Linked DNA regions of Arachis hypogaea: region 1 is linked to region 2. A link is a contact called in public Hi-C data. All regions are on one chromosome and are shown on one strand. Each heading gives the region's core, a stretch centred on a gene start, on an enhancer-like site or on the middle of the called end of the contact. The rest is flanking DNA. Distances are from core to core; before and after follow the strand shown.

Region 1 (5,134 bases), core at 113-2,612, 46 kb before region 2:
TATCAAATAACTATCAATAATAATTTTAATAGTGTGAGATTGGTGTGAGATTTCATCTAATAACTCACTTTTTTTTGCTAGTTACATGCTGGTCAGAATTTAACCTACACTTTTCCAATCATATATATACAATACCTTTGATCAATCTTGTTTAACAATATCAAAGAAACCTAACCCTTAAAAATAGAAATGCATGACTAGAGAACAAAAGAAACCCACTTGTCACGCCTTGAATTCAAACAAAACAAAATAAATAGAATTTCTTAACTTTTATCCTAATCTTATTAATAATAGTTTAACGAACCCTAATGAACTCTGATAAGCACGATGTCATAAGGTGGAGGCAGCATAACTTTTATTATTTCAGCCAACATTTCATTAAACAATTGAACTAATCCACTTCTTCTATTTTGATAGGAGAGTGGGGGGTTACACAAAAAACTTTTTTCTTTTAAAAATAATGTTTATTATCTCCCACACTCCAACAACAGTTCTAAAGTCCTAATAAACAATAAAGTAATTATGATATATAAGACCAAAATTAATTAATTTTTTATAGAATCTAATTATTTTTGTAGGCCCACTCTAGTGCGTAACGTGGATACCCATCTGCTTGTATGGCCGGTTTTGATCAAATTCGATGGTATATATTTTATCCAAAATTTAAATTTTAAATTATAAAATTTATATTATTTTAATTTTTTAGTTATTTTTAGCTAATTTATTATTATTATTAAATATTTTTGTTTTTATTAAATCTTTCTTTGATACAAAAATAATATTATAATTAAAATTTAATTAATATATGTTTTAAGGACACGTATTAAACTTGTTAATAATAAAAATTTTAAATTATTTATTTTAATAAATACATAATATATAAAAAAATTAATTGGTAATTTAATCCTTATAATAATTATTATACTGTGATTTTGAAAAACAGGTTTAAGAACTCATTTAAATAAGTTTATAAATAATTTTTTTTAACTTTTTATTTATAAAAACTTATAACATTAATATTTGATGCAATTTTTAAAACTAAATAGTAACTTTTTAAAAAGATATTTAAGTGTTTATAAAAAAATTAAAAAAATAATTTTTTTATAATAAAAATTTTTTTATTATTTTTTTAAATAAATATTTTTATGATTAAAAAATTTAACATAAAAATAATTTATTAATAAAAAATTTTATTATTTAAATTTTCTTTAAAAGAATTTAATTAAGTAGTTTTTACCTGGAGAATTTCATGGACCTTGTACAACTATCATCATGATTTCTTGTTGCTATTGCATACAAATTCCACGCGGTATCATCATTCATCCCGTGCAGTAACTTGTCCTAGATTAAAACTTTAGCAGTCAAAAAGATGGGAAAAAATGACATCTTTTATAAAAGCAACACTTTATTGTATGAATGAGTAGACAAATATTGACGTTTGCGGGACTTTTAACTACCCTACTTTTTCTGTGAATATAAACAGTAGTCACACTTGTATGATGTGAACTTTCCTGTATTATTAGATTGGATGAGATGAATGATTTATTTTTCTTATAAGTTATACAACATATTAATTATTAAATGGAAAAAATGATTTTTTTTAGTTTTAACACATCGATTAATTGTTTGTTTGTATATATTTAGTATTTTAAAATTATTTATAAAATGTATTATGTTTTTATGAATAAAGTGATAAATAAATTCTTAAAAATTTATACTTTAAAGTTTAAACATATTAGTCTTTAAAAAAATATCAATAAAATCTTTTAAAATAACAAATATGAATACATTATCTTTAAATTAATTTCTATAATTAAAATAGTTTGTATTCATTTTTGAATTAATTTATCCATATTTATTACCGTTAAAGGCTTTCTTGATATTTTTTTTTCAAAAATTAATCTATCTAAAATATAAGGGCAAAACACTAAAATAAGCCAAGGGAAAGAAATTTTTACGCAAATCCACCAAACCAAAATCTGGTTCATGAATCAACCAATGCATGTTTATATGTAGTTCGAATTAACTATATTCGAACTTGATCTACACATAATTCGAATCATGTTAGCTTCGAATTATACACAAAACTCACACACACTAATTCGAATCAACCTGATTCGAATTACACACATACAATAATTCGAATCAGGTTGATTCGAATTACACCCTCATTTATTAAAAAAATTAATAATTTAAAATAAAAAAATATATATTTTATTTCATATATTAAAAAAACCTAACAAAATATTTAATTACGAGACTTCTTTAAAATATTAATGAGTTATCAATTCGAATTCCATACAATACTCTTTTGTCCATTTTTAATAGCTCATGAATATTTTTTAATAAATTTTTTTAAATTATATGGTGAGATATTACATGATTCGAATTACGCATGGAAAGTTCAATCACTCTGATTCGAATTATATGGTGAGCAATTCGAATTCTATACAATACTCTTCTGCCCATTTTTGATAGCTCATGAATATTTTTTAATAAATTTATTTTAACTATACCACAAAAAAAAATATTTTATTCTATGCAAAATAATTTAAAAAATTGATTAAAAAATGTTAGGAGTACTATAAAAATTTGTAATGTTCTAATGACTTAGGTAAATACATGCATGTACACAAATTTTAAATAAAATACTCTACATAGTCAATAATAATTTAGAAATTAAAGAAAATATTTTATTCCATCCAAAACAATTAAAAAATATATTTTATTCTATACAAAATAATTTAAAAAATGGCTTAAAAAATGTTATGAGTACTATAAAAGTTTGAAATATTCTAGTGATTTAGATAAATACATGATAAAAGTATATTTTCTTTAATTTCTAAATTATTATCGATTATGTAGAGTATTTCTTTAATGTCCTAAGTCATTACAAATTTTTATAGTACTCCTAACATCTTTTAAGTCATTTTTTAAATTATTTTGCATAGAATAAAATATTTTTTTGTCGTATGATTAAAATAAATTTATTAAAAAATATTCATGAGCTATCAAAAATGGGCAGGAGAGTATTGTATAGAATTTGAATTGCTCACCATATAATTCGAATCAGAGTGATTGAACTTCCCATGCGCAATTCGAATCATGTAATATCTCACCATATAATTTAAAAAAAAAATTATTAAAAAATATTCATTAACTATTAAAAATGGACAAAAGAGTATTGTATAGAATTCAAATTGATAGCTCATTAATATTTTAAAGAAGTCTCGTAATTAAATATTTTGTTAGCTTTTTTTAATGCATGAAATAAAATATATTTTTTTTAATTTTAAATTTTTTTTTTTTTAATAAATTTTTTAATAAATTATTAATTTTTTTAATAAATGAGGGTATAATTCAAATCAACATGATTCGAATTATTGTATGTGTGTAATTCGAATCAGGTTGATTCGAATTAGTGTGTGTGAGTTTTGTGTATAATTCGAAGCAACATGATTCGAATTATGTGTAGATTAAATTCGAATTTAATTGATTCGAACTACATATAAACATGCATTGGTTAATTCATGAAATAATTTTTGGTTTGGCGGATTTGTATAATTTTTTGCTCCCATTGGCTTAATACAGTGATTTGCCCAAAATATAATTCTTCAAAAATTTATTTGTCACCTTACCCTTCTCATATTAGATGCAATATTACTAAAGTCAATAAGAATATCCCTTTTTTCTAAGTTTCAAAGCATCACATATTTATTTAAAGTGTCCATTTTTATTATTCATTTGATGCTCTTGTAGGATCTATATTAGATTAGAATTTACTTTGTCTCAATAATTAAGATTCATACTTGGCATGGTTGAGCAAAATTTTTTTTTTTTTGAGATAATCCTTTTTACAAATTAAGATGCATATACTTTTGGTTTATTTATTTATATTCTTATTGTAACTTTAATATACTATTATTATTATATAATCATTTACTCAATATTATTAATTAGCTTATGAGTTTATAATAATATTTTCAGCCAATATCAATCTTTTTTTTATATTAAATTATTAATCCAAAATCTTAAATATTTAAATTTGGATTTTAAATTTTAAATTTTGAAAAAAAAAAAGAATTTTAAAGTTAAAAAAATTAATTAATATTAACTAATTAAAAAATAATTTCCTATACATGTTCTTAATTTGTTAGTAGCTTCTCAAATGAAAACTACCATAGATGGCAATGCCAAATTGCCAATAAAAAACTATGTAATTAATGCGATGCAATTTGCAAGAAATTGGAACCGAGCAAATTAAAAGGGGCGTGAAGTGTGAAATTACCAAAATTGTGCATTCCTGCTTTTAAAATGTTGGTCCAAAAAATGGGTTGATTACTTGATTGTTTTTCCCTCTTGAGTCTCTTCACTTGAAAATGGGATCTAAAGAAGGACAAGAGGATGTTTGCATGTGATGATAGAGAATCAAAGAAATGAGAATGAATGAATTGAATAAGCCACACACCTTCTTGGTATGAAATGAAAGCACATTCCAGCACATTTTTCATTGCTTCTTTAATTTCTGAATGCAAAATGGAATTTTGATCAGGATGTTACAAATATAAATTAAATGATATTTTTTTTAACATATTTAATGTATTGAAAAAAAATAAAACGCTATATATATCTTTTCTTTCATTTCTTTAATTAACCAATCATGTTATTAGGTCATCTTTAGCTAAATTCATACAAATTAGTGCTAATTTAGCTTTTGAAAATGTTTTATATTTTTATCTTTGAAATTGAAGGCAAAAAATGTAAAACAGAATTGTTTAATTTTTACCTATGATTGATAATTAATAAAAAAATCTTGTATTTATAAGAATATTGTGAGTGTAATTTTACCGCTTAGAATTATATTATTACTTAATGACCTATAAGTATTTAAATTGAAAGCATGTTCTAATCCTAAGAATTGCTATTATTTAAATTACTTAAATTCTTTTAATTTTGTTATAAAAGTTTAGATAGTTAATCTTTTTCTTTTTTTTTTTTGTTTCCCACGGTATCCCCCAACCCGACAGGCCAAGAACTAATCCGTCGCGGTACTGAGCTCCATTTAAGAGTTTGTCGCTGGCCAATGAGTTGCTGCATGCACAAGGCGGGATTCGAACCCCCGACACTTGCTTAA
Region 2 (4,984 bases), core at 884-3,383:
ATATTTTTTATTTAAATTAAATAAATATAATATTTACGAAAATAAATAAATATTTAAGTAATTACGAAAATACAATTTTAGTCACATCTTGGATGTTGAAAGAGTGTCGATGAGTCATATCTTGGATGCACTCAGCATCCGAGGTAAGCGCATTAGCTATATATAAGTCACAGCATTCATCCGTGACTAATGTGCATTTGAACCATTTTTTCAAGTTTTGTGAGTTTCTGGACGTGTGAAATCGAGTTTCTTCACAGAAATATGACCTCCCGACAATATGTCTGTGAAAAAGACAACAACAAACTCTAATACTTGGCACGTAATTGGAGCGTTAAAGTTTGAGATTAGTAATTTAACCTTTTTCATTGTTGGTTAATAATAGATTTAGATGTTTAGTCTTGTGACTTAGTTAGTGGAGTAGGGTACAGTGAGTTGATAAAATTAACAGAATTACATTGGTTTGTTTGGTATATCTGAAATTGTTGTATAATTGATTATAATTATTTAAGTTAAATAGATAAAATAGGTGCCTAATTGTGAGTTAAGTTAAAGAAATAAAATAAGAAACTTTGGTTGAACCTGTTAGAACAATAAATTCCATTGTACAAGAACAAGAAGAACATGTAGAGGAAAGAGATAGAGTACCAAAAATTACGTGAAATTTGAGGCCAAGATTTAAAAAAAGAATACCAAATATGTTCAACGTACTATATATTTATATCAGACGTGTGCACTAGATGGTTGCTTTATCATTCTTCTTGGCCTCTTTCTTTCGCTTCCTCTCAGATGAAGGATCTCTCGCTTTTAAATCGTTGGAGAATGTCCTCAAATAGCTAGACACATGTTCATTTCGATGTGCTGAATGAAACCAAAATACATGAGATTAAAGAACAAGGACAGTTCACCCTGAAATCAGTCATAGAAGATGATGATACTTACCAGAAAGTATGACATCTTCTATGTTCACACATTTACGATTTGCATGCTGTGCAAATAGCTGAAGATCCTTGGCTAGCCCCTCTGCACACAGAACATATTCTCTAACTCAATTCATCAATTCAAGTAAAATATCAATATTGTGTATCCTTGAACAACAAGCGTAAAGGTAATTTTAAAAAAGCTAAGAAAATTTAATAACCTGAGTCCCCAATCCTGCCTAATAATGTGAATTACTTGTTCCAAATTAAAGAGACTCTTCGCACCTCAATATACATTATATAGCACTGAATATGAACTTAATTTTGACATTTTATCTAGGTATCTTACAATGTGAAGTAGTTCTTCTAAAAGTTCAACAGTTTTCAGTAACATATAATTAATTGAATAACCATAAATTTTGTGAAGTGATTGTGCATAACAACTGAATCCTCGTCTCATCTCTCAAAAGTTACTAATCAAGAAAAATTCAAAAGCACATTTCAGATTCCGGAGTCCATTGCAGCCATCCCTAACAGTTATTTAGTTAGTCCTGAATCTGATTACCTATAACTGCATGAAATGAATCTCGTGGATAACTCAAAATCTCTAATGATAAAAAACTAACTGTATAACATTGAGTTATTTATTCACTCTTTCAATTTTCAAAGGTACCAATATAACGTGGATTATTATGCAGAAAATCATAATTAGTGAAAGCAATACTGATAAAAGTTACTCACCGGTGAATTTGTATGCCAAATCAGCGATGCAAGAGACTAGTACTTTAGATATTTCCATGCCGTACTTACTTGCTGCAAATCGACGTTTATGAATTATCAGGAACTCGAATTTTCCGAAAATTCGTTGAAATAAAGTAACAAAGATTCAATTGAAGAGATGGCGTAGTGTGTGGAAACTGAATTGAAGGTTTTACCTTCGGATTCAGCGATGGAGATGGCGGAGAGTCTGAACCTATCGCGCAAGAGCTTCGCTTCGGAGTCATGTTCTTGTTGTTGTTGTTGTTCTTCTTCTTCTCCTCTTTCGATTTCGCTGCTGCTACCACACAGTACGCGATCCGTTGCCATTTGCTTCTTCGAGTTTCGATTTCTGGGATTTGTTTTCTTTTCTGGCGCTCTTTCTGTTTTGGAATGGAGGGAAATGAAAAGATGAGATATTTTTAGTGATTTAGTGATTTTTTGTTAAGCATATGTTTTTTTTTTTGTGACAACCAATAACACTTATAAAAAATTATAAAAAATATATACTTAGTAAAAAATTATCAAAATTTAAGAATATTAATATCTCATTTTTTAAATTATATTTGTGAAAAATTGTATCAAATTTCAATCTTTAGAGTATTTTTTGAAAAATATATTTTTATTGTTAGATAATGTTGTCTCATTTTTTAGAAATATAATATTGAATAGTCTTAAAGACATTTTTGTCAATAACAAAATTCAAGTACATTTTTGTCAATAACAAAATTATTCGAATATATTTTTAGTAATTTATTCTTTAAAAAAATGACAAAAGATAAATATTTTTATATGTTCTTAAATCTTAACTAAAAAATTAATTCATGTTATTAAAACTTTTTTTTATGTTTGAACTACTTTTTAAAATTAAAATAAAAAATAATTCAATACTATATCAGTTTCAAAGTATGTCATCTTTAGATAGGGTGTCTTTTTCTTTTGAAAGTTATTAAGTTGAGATTAACCCTAATCGATTTAAAATATGGGTTAATTGAAGAAATGTCCTTAATTTATGTTTTAGGTTATTTACAAAGATAAAACTCTCAAAGTGACTTGATAAAAGTCATAAAACTCTTAATTTATGTTTTATGATGGAGGATATAAATTATAAATAGATAGATAATGAGAATTTTTTTATATTTAAGTTATAATTTATTTATATAAAATTATAAATTATATTCATATTATTTGTATCAACTCGTGAACTCGAAGTCGAAATAACTCAGCAAGTTTTTGTTAAATTAAATTTTTTTTATAAATACACTCAATTATTAACGAGTTGAATTATAAATCAAACTTAATTTTTATAAGTCGAGTTTAAATTTGACCTGACTCATTTTAGTTCGGCTCACTTCTAGGTCCCAGCCTCTATGATTCGAACCATAAGGGGATGATAATACCACCCGAACTTGCGAGTACGGGGTGCTCACTCTGCCCCAACCCACTCGGGGCGGGTAATTATCCTTCCCGCACCGGAAGCTAGTTTTTTGTGGGATGGGTTTTTGTGCGGGGCGGGGTCGGGTCGGGTTTGGATAATACCCACCCCGGTGTATATATAATATATAATTTTAACATATAATATGTGTAATATATGTAAAATAATTAGTAAAATGATTGATAATATTATATCATATTTAAAATTTTACTTTAATTTATGTGATGTATATGATTATGGTTATATAAATTTTAAAATTTTATTTTATTTATTGAATTTTAATAATTTTGGGACAGGTCAGAGCAGATATCCACGGAACGGATTAAGGTTCAACTTTTTACTACTCGCGGATAATAGCGAGCGGATTCTATGCAAATTATTGTAAAGTGAAACAGGATCGGATAGAGTAAAAATCTGCCCTTATCCACATCGTTGCCATCCCTAAAACATGCAGTTTGAAATTTTTTTTTTCTTCGTCATCAAGTAGTTGCTACTCTTTTTTTTGGTATTAAAATGGGGTGATTGTCCAAAAAAGAAAAAGCTAAGTACAAACTACTCGGGATAAAAAACTAAGTACTTGCCAATGAGTCATAGCTCACACGGCATTCCGTCCCTTCTCCATCTCAAAAGTCTCGGGTTCGAGTCCTGCCAACTGCAGCCGAAAAGAAAAAATTGGTAAATATGAGAGGAGTGTGTGGATGTGTATTGTGTACTTAAAATTAGGAGTTGTCTAATCCATTAGCCTACCTAAAATTAGGAATTGTCTAATCTATTGATAAAAAAAAAAAAAAAAAAAAAACTTAGTACTTGAAACTATTTCTATTAGTTTATTATTATTATAGAGAGTACACGGATAGATTGACAAAACTAATAGAGCAGTCAACAAAAAAAACAAAGAAAAACTCAGGGCAAAAGGGCAATGAGTTTCTTCATTTTTGTCGAACATGAAATAGGCTTGAATAATTAATTTTATTTTCTGGACGTAACAACAAAAGCCCAGAGCAAACCACAAAAAACTCTCTATTCCCCTGTAACCACTTTTAAATTCGGCAAATTCTTGCCAATGAACCTCATCTCAAATAGCATATCTCTTCCTCTTCATTTCAAAAGTCTTGGATTCAAACTCTAGAAATTATAATTGAAGAAAAATATGGTAAAAAGTGTGAGAAGTGTGTAAATGTATTGTATACTTAAAATTAGGGGTTGTCCAATTCAATGACCCAAAAAAAAAAAATCGGCAAATTTGTTAGTATACATTATCTAAAAAGTAAAAACATCTATATATATAAATTTGTATTGGATAAATTTCTAATTCTAACGAACTATAATTTAAATAGTATAGTCTTTTCATCTTTATTTAAATATTTCGAATTCGAGTCTCATTTTTAATTTAAAAAAAAGACCACTTGAACTGTAGAATTATCGACATAATTCTTGTGATAGTGATAAGACACCTTTTATAACTTTAGAATTGTTAATAATCATTATTCAGACAAATTATTTTTATTTTTCGTTAGATTTATTTTCACTTATGTCTTTTTTTTTAGGGATCAAGATGAATAAATAAATTCACCAATTATTTTATGTGAAAAAAAAAACTTTTTAAATACAGGAATAATCTAATTCTATATGGTGATACTTCTACAACTACTACCACTACTAATGATTTTCACAGCAATATATACTTATTATTAATATTTATAATATTTATAATATTAATAATAATCATAAATATTACTACTTTAACAATAACAATTTTAATAATAGTACAGATAACAAAATTTATAACAACCCTAATAATAATAATAATAATAATAATAATAATAATAATAATACTTAAAAGATAAATTACATTATTCATATTATTAACATTATG

The links. A called contact is a pair of places that touch in the nucleus more often than the background predicts.
Region 1: a Hi-C map of leaf shows a contact between it and region 2, with 3 times the contacts expected there. The contact joins the enhancer-like site here to the promoter of LOC112771471 in region 2. A contact is called at or near these places in 2 of 8 Hi-C or Micro-C datasets (both in leaf).

What each region holds. Positions count from the first base shown.
Region 1 is chr18:133,751,504-133,756,637 of arahy.Tifrunner.gnm2.J5K5, reverse strand. No RefSeq gene overlaps it. Among protein-coding and RNA genes, the nearest start is that of LOC112770613, 14 kb to the right of the region's middle. Within about 2 kb of position 1,362, at least 2 of the 3 cell types and tissues checked have open chromatin away from gene starts, as enhancers often do.
Region 2 is chr18:133,706,250-133,711,233 of arahy.Tifrunner.gnm2.J5K5, reverse strand. LOC112771471 (protein MHF1 homolog) reads right to left here and starts at 2,133. Exons shown (of 4, transcript XM_025816237.3): 1 at 1,853-2,133; 2 at 1,659-1,730; 3 at 940-1,020; 4 at 569-858. The coding sequence starts at 2,003. The coding sequence ends at 734. LOC112772238 (xylose isomerase-like) reads left to right here. Exons shown (of 1, transcript XM_025817141.3): 1 at 1-70.